Regions from separate parts of the Mus musculus genome. Here region 1 is linked to region 2. Evidence: chromatin contacts called from public HiChIP or PLAC-seq data. All regions are on one chromosome and are shown on one strand. Each heading gives the region's core, a stretch centred on a gene start, on an enhancer-like site or on the middle of the called end of the contact. The rest is flanking DNA. Distances are from core to core; before and after follow the strand shown.

Region 1 (3,159 bases), core at 261-2,760, 990 kb before region 2:
GTTGCAGAGCCTGAGCATCCTTCCTGGGCTGGTGCTGTTAAGCACCGTCCCTTCCTCTTGACATCGTCTAGACGTCAGGCCTACGAGGGCTGCCTTTCCATAGCTGCCGACTCTGTACAGCATCCCTGTACTTACTAATTTCAGGTTCTTCGTTAGTGAATCATCATTACAGTTCTCCCTGCTATAGCTTTATCCTGAGCTATAGTACTCACAGAATCTCTATTTCTCGGTCATTCTTTAAATATGCATTGTACAAATACATAACTGACATTTAAACATTTGCCCTCTAAGCCTTCCTCATGTTGTCTTTTACTGACTCTGAGCTCCGAAGAGATCACTTCATTCACAGATCACTAAAAGAAAGCCCAGATTGCCCGTGTCATACACCAGGAGTCCTTATGTTAGCACAGTGTAGAAAACACAAAGGCCAATTGATCTAGTCCGAGTCTCAGCAGCACACACAGCATTAGAACCCACCCCCGAGCCTGGCTGATTCCACAATACGTGGTGTCCCTCACAAAAGAGCACTCCGCACAGCCTCACCAGGTCAGTGTACGAGAATCTTAACAGGGGTGAAGATTTATCAACGTCTACACCATTGCCGTATGCAGGGGTTGGGGAGAACTTGTAAGCGCAGAAGAATGACACATTCTTTTGAAGGTTTTATTTGAAAAAGCCTTCTATCTACAGAGACATTGAAATACCAGGAAAATGAAAACCCCACAGCCTTCACTTTGCTCCCCAGTAATTACCTAACACTCACCACATTGGTTTCTTAACGCGTATTGGTTTGGCTGAACCATTTAAAATTAAGCTGCAGGTTAATTGTGTCACCTCATTCCTAACGACTTCAACTGGTACTCTCCTTAAGAACAAAGGCAAAAATCCCTGTCTGATTGCAATGCTGTCACAGCCATGAATACAACACAGGCTATGCTAGTATTAGCTAAGAGTCAGCCCAAGGTCATAGTCCCCCAGATGGTGCTTCATCCGATCATTTCTTCTTCTTCCCATGGTCCAAGGTCGCCTGCAACAATCAGTTCTCAGTCTCTGAATCTAGAACTACCTTTCATTCCTGGACATTTTTTGAACATTCCAGATCCACTTTCATGATTTGAGTCCTGTTAACTTTCCCCAGATCGTGGGGGTGGTAGGTACATTCTTACAATAGCTATTCAAAACAGCAAATATCCTGAAAAGTCCGATTACTGAATAAGAACATGGAATTTGCTTAGTAGCCAAAAGGATTAGTAATTGACCAAGCAAAGAGGTAGCCTGGACCTGTGGTAACTGCATCCAGTGCCAGCGTATAAGTTCACTGCCTTAAATAGATTCCCAACCTCCTCAAAACCAAAGCCAAAGGACCCCAAGGTCGCTGTACCTTGTCTTCTGACATTGTGTGTGTGTGGAATTGTCCTCTTAATCCAGGTCCTGTACTGAATGTGGATGAATAGCTGACCAGCCAGAGTGCTCACTCTACCTGGTTATACATTGTAGGAGGAGGAGGAGCAAAGAGAGGTAGTTCTGACCTTTTTAACAGAAGCTGAGTATTGATGGTAATCCAATCAATACACCCTTTACCCCAATGACTTGTGGCTTGAGCACAGTAGCAGGTCTCATAAGTATAAGTTACAAACCAGAGACAGACCCATTTTCAGCCTGATAAGTGTGGCAGAAATGGGACAGGGACAGCTGAGAGGGGCAGCCTGTGGGGTCTTTTGTGGAAGCCGAGGCATGCAGTGGTGTCGGGAAGACAAAGTTGGGAGGGCACAGAGCAGTTTGTTCTGCAGAAAATTAGTTCTGTGGGCTCTGTGGCCACAGAGTGTGGCAGCATCGGTTATCTGTGTGAGGTGTGGAGGGATCTGCACTGGGGTTGGAATCACAGCATTTTAGTGAGGATGAACTTAAGCGAGTCAAACCCTGTGACTTTTCTGTGTCTTAGGTTTCTACTGTTTGATTTTTGGCCTGATAAAATAGGGAAGATAGCACACTCATTTTGTTTTGTTGAGGGGATTAAGGGAAATAACGTGATAAATGTTTGGCACAGAAAAAGTTCTCAGTAGATAGTGGCAATGTGCTTTCTACTGTTATTATTAAGTCAGTGTATCTCAAGATGAGAGTGCGGAGCCAGATGCGGTGGCGCACATCTATAATGCTCTAACTGGGGAGGCTGTGCATTGGAGACTCACTGGATCACATGAGAGTTGTAGGATAGCCTTGGCTACACATAGAGAGCCTGGTTGGGAGCCGTAGTGTGCTTGCTATAGCCTTGGCTTTCCAGTGAATTCTGCTTACGTGTCTTGACCCTGTTTCTTCCTAGGAATCCCCTGTGGCATCTGATACAAAAATACTGGGGGAGATACCAAAGTTTGGGTAGCTTCCCTGGGACTGCCAGCTGTGGTCACTGCCATCCACACAGTCCATCTGGATGGAGCCAGTTTACAGCAGAGGAAATGTAAGAACCGGTGGCCAAATGACAGGAACATGAAGGTCGGAAGGAAACTGGGTTTAATTAGTCTGACGTTTTCCCATCTCTTCTCATTCATTCATTCATCCATTCATTCATTCTCTGTCTCTCTCTCTCTGTCTGTCTCTCTGTATATGTGTTATATGTGTACTCCTCTGTGTGAAGGCCAGGAATCAGTATTGAGAGTCTTCCTCTATTACCCTATTATCCTGTCTCTATTTGCGACAGGACCTCAGAGACTCTGAAAGCCATACGTGTGGGCAAGCTGACAGGCCAACGGATCCACTCCAGTGCAGGGATTATAGGCACTGTCAGGCCATGCCTAGATTTTTGTTGTTTTTAATGTGTGTCCACATTTCTGTAAGGTGACAACACGGGAGGCAAACAACTAAGTTCAAAGCCCAAACTTCAGCAGAGCTCAGCATGGTTGTATGCTCTAACTTATCACCAATGAGACCCAGTCACCTCCTGCCAGGACTTTACACTGAAGTGGGGACACAGCGTGCAATGTCTTAGAAGGCAGGCATGGAAAGGGCTAATAGCAGTGACATTAATCTTTATAGCGTTCCCTTCCGTGCCAAGAACTGCTCAGCACTTCTCAGAGCTGGACTCGCTTACTCGGCACAGTGCTGGTGTGGTGGCATAAGAGAGGGAGGGAGATCGAGAGAGAGAGAGAGAGAGAGAGAGAGAGA
Region 2 (3,254 bases), core at 277-2,776:
ACAAGAAACAGTCTTTAGGGGCAACAAGATAGCTCAGTGTGTAAAGACACTTGCCCACCGTGTCTGACAACCAGAGTTGGAGTCCCAGAACCCGTGTAAGGTAGACAGGACTTTTAAGTTTCTAAAACTCACACAAAAACCATGGCATGTGTATACCTGAGGTCACACACACATTCATTTTTACAATAGAAATAAAGTATGCCCAAACTAAATATTAATAAAAACTAGAAGGAACTGTCTTTAGTCTTTCGAGTAAAGATGTCTAGCCGGAACTGAAAGGGACAATAGACATTTAAATTTTGGTATCATAAAATTTGCTTATGCAAAATGCTGTGGGAAGTTAAAAGAATAAAAAAAAAATCACTGAAAGATTCTTCTGGGAATTACAATTGGAAAAGGAAATATGTGTTATAAGTGAAAAATAACAAGTCAGCTTTAGTAATTACTGAGCAAATACTGCATTTGCAGTGATGATTCCAGAATCTCATTCAGAGTCTCCCAGTTCTCTTCAGCTCAGACAAGAGAAGCCCCGCTGTGTGTAGCCTGGCTTGGCTTATGGTAAAGGGAGGCCTCGCCGAGCTACCGCGAGCTTGCTCTTGTAGTTGCGCGTGTACTGGGAGGCTTACGGCAGTGGGCGGGGCCCGAATCCCCATGTGGTCCCGACATCATTGACATGGCGGAATCCCCCATCAAACCCTCCTGGTAGTTATTTGAGCAGCGGCGGCGGCCGGAGGAGGCGGCGGAGAGCAGCGGCGGGAGCGGCGCAGGGGACGGCGGGGATCCCGCGGGCGGCTGGCTGGGACGGCGTGGGCGACCCGGATTGCGGGCACCCGGAGCCCCGTTTCAGCCTGAGGGGAGGTAAGGCGTGCGGGAGCGGCGGCGGGCTGCCGGGGGACGTGCCACCCACAGTCGCTCTCGGGTCCCTGCGCTTCGGAGCCCGGCCGGACTCCGAGTCTGCACGAGTGCGCTCCCGGCCCCGGAGCACTCGGGGATGCCCGAGGAAAACTTGGCTGCCGAGTCCCGGTCGCGCCCCGACCGCTCGGCTGCCCGAAGCTCCCGGCCGGGTAGGGGGCGACCCCTCCAGCCCCCGCTCGCTCGGGAAGAAAGCGGAGGATGCGGGGCTCGCAGTTCCCCTCCTCCCCGGGCCGTCGCTCCGAGGAATCCGCTCCCCCGCCCAGATCCCCGCGGCAGGACCGCTGCCTGGGAGGGGGAGGGCGCGCGGCCAGGCCGAGGAATCTTCGACGTGTCACTTTGGGAGGCTGTAGATTTCCATATGGTGGAGGGAGGAGGGCGTGCGTGCGCGCAGAGCTGGGATTCGGGGCTGCCTTGGCCCCCTTGGGGGTGCCGGGCTGTGACCCGGGACCCGGGATGCTCGCGGGGAGGGTCCCTGGGCGACCGGTCGCCCCCGCCCCCGCCGGGGCCTCTTGGGGACACTCCCCGCCCGCCTCTGGCCACCTCTGCGCGCCACGTCCTCCCTCCCCGTCCTGCCCCCTGGGCTCCCCCCGGGCTGGGGGCGGGAACCGGCGGCCGCGGCTGGACTCGGCGAGCCAGGCGGCTGCAGGCTCGGGCGGGGGAGCGGGGCGCGGCGGGAAGCAGAGGACGACCCGGTGCGTGTGGGCCAGCGGAGCGCGGGTCAGTCGGTCAGGCTCGAGGGGCGCCCCTGCCGGGGGTGGGGCGGCCGGGAGACCCAGCGGGTGGAATCCGCGCCCCGAGGCGGCGGGCGGGCTGGGCGGGCCGCGGGGACCGTCTGGTTCGGATGGCAGGCAGGAACGAGCTGCCGTGGGAAGGGCCTGTCAGTCCTCGCGGAAAGCGGGGCCCGGGGCCCGGGGCCGTGACCGCCTAGCGTCCCCAGCGCCCGGCCTGGGGAGCCTGGGGGACTCTGCGAGCGTCCCGGGAGACCTGGCTGGGCCGCCGGGCGGCGCCGCTGGCCGGGCGCCTTCCCGGAGAGAACGGCTGGGGTTGGAGATTTTTCGAATCTCGGCTCCCACCCGGCGATCCCAGACGAAGGAAGCACTGGCATTTTATCCAGACAGTGCGGATTGCAGACTTCCTTAAAAGTTACAACTTTTTATTTTCTTTTCTCTCAGGCCCAGCGTTTTCTTTAAACAAAATGTAGAATTTGGCCGCGATGAGGCTGACGCTGGGGCCAAAAATGCACACGTTTATCTCCATCCCGGCTAGTCCCCCTCCCCCTCTTCCCTCCCAGGCTTAATCATATTTTGGAACTGGCGAGGGCTTTTGTTGGGTGGGCACCCTTGATTGCTTGTCTGTTTATTTTTTAATGTGCAACTAATTTGATTTGAATTTCCTCCAGTTTCCAGGCCTTACTAGGAGAAGCTAGGGGAGAGGGAATGTGCCATTTTTTTTTCTTTTTTTTATAAATGTGGCAAGAGGTGGGGCATTGGGAAAGGGGAGGCACCCTGGTTGTGGCAGAGAGTTAGTAGGAGCAGACAGACCCGGAAGAAAAGGAATCCATTCTGGAATAACATTCTTTTTTAAAACAACAACAAAACAGTACAAAAGAAAGTCAGGTTTTGAGCAAAATTTCACTGCTCTGTTCAGATTTGAGTGCGTGGCGCTCCCGCATCTCCAAGTATCGGCTGGGACCCTGGGAACTTGAGTTATGCCACACAGCGCATGCATGCATAGCAACTCTGACCTGGTTTTGTGACTGGTGTGGGGGCTGTTGGTTCGCTCCTCGTTGGAGGCTGACTGTGGATGCAGTAAAGACTGGGTTCAGTAAATTTCCTGGCTCCCTGGGAGCAGCTGTTGAAGAGGGTAAAGTCCCTGGACATGCTTCTGGCCAGGAGGGCCAACCGGAGTTCATGCTTACCGAGACGCGAGATACGCGGCAGCCTGGCTAAAAGTGAGGCCTCGTTGATTATTGTTTTAAAAAGTTGCTCTCTTAGTATTGTCCTTAAACTTGCATGTGCTTTTCAAGCATTTTATTTTGATGCTTATGAGAAAAAGCGTTTGTGTGACAAGATCGTGTTCCTTTAGCATCTGTTAGCACTGTCGAGATCTTGTAGGGTGGGGGCTGGTAGCATCTAATGACAGTATATACAGTTCCAGAAAGACATTTTGGTAATCTTTTAAGACCCTTTAAAAATAGCTGTGATCAGAGCCTGGGATGTTTGGAGGAGCCCGTCTTCTGTCTTCTGGGGCTTCTAAAGGAATGCAGAGCGTGAGCACCAGCACCTCTCCTGGTTGTTTGTTACACTGGCATTTGTGCCCGTTCTGCCCAACTCTTAAAA

The links. HiChIP or PLAC-seq counts read pairs in DNA pulled down with a chosen protein or histone mark.
Region 1: an H3K4me3 HiChIP or PLAC-seq map of craniofacial prominence shows a contact between it and region 2, with 5 times the contacts expected there. The contact joins the promoter of Slc2a2 here to the promoter of Fndc3b in region 2. A contact is called at or near these places in 2 of 39 promoter capture datasets (hippocampal neurons and liver) and 2 of 115 datasets of contacts at active chromatin or transcription factors (craniofacial prominence and extraembryonic endoderm stem cells).

Annotation. Positions count from the first base shown.
Region 1 is chr3:28,696,254-28,699,412 of GRCm38.p6, reverse strand. Slc2a2 (solute carrier family 2 (facilitated glucose transporter), member 2) reads right to left here and starts at 1,510. Exons shown (of 11, transcript NM_031197.2): 1 at 1,382-1,510. The coding sequence starts at 1,396.
Region 2 is chr3:27,708,724-27,711,977 of GRCm38.p6, reverse strand. Fndc3b (fibronectin type III domain containing 3B) reads left to right here and starts at 1,526. Exons shown (of 26, transcript NM_173182.3): 1 at 1,526-1,632.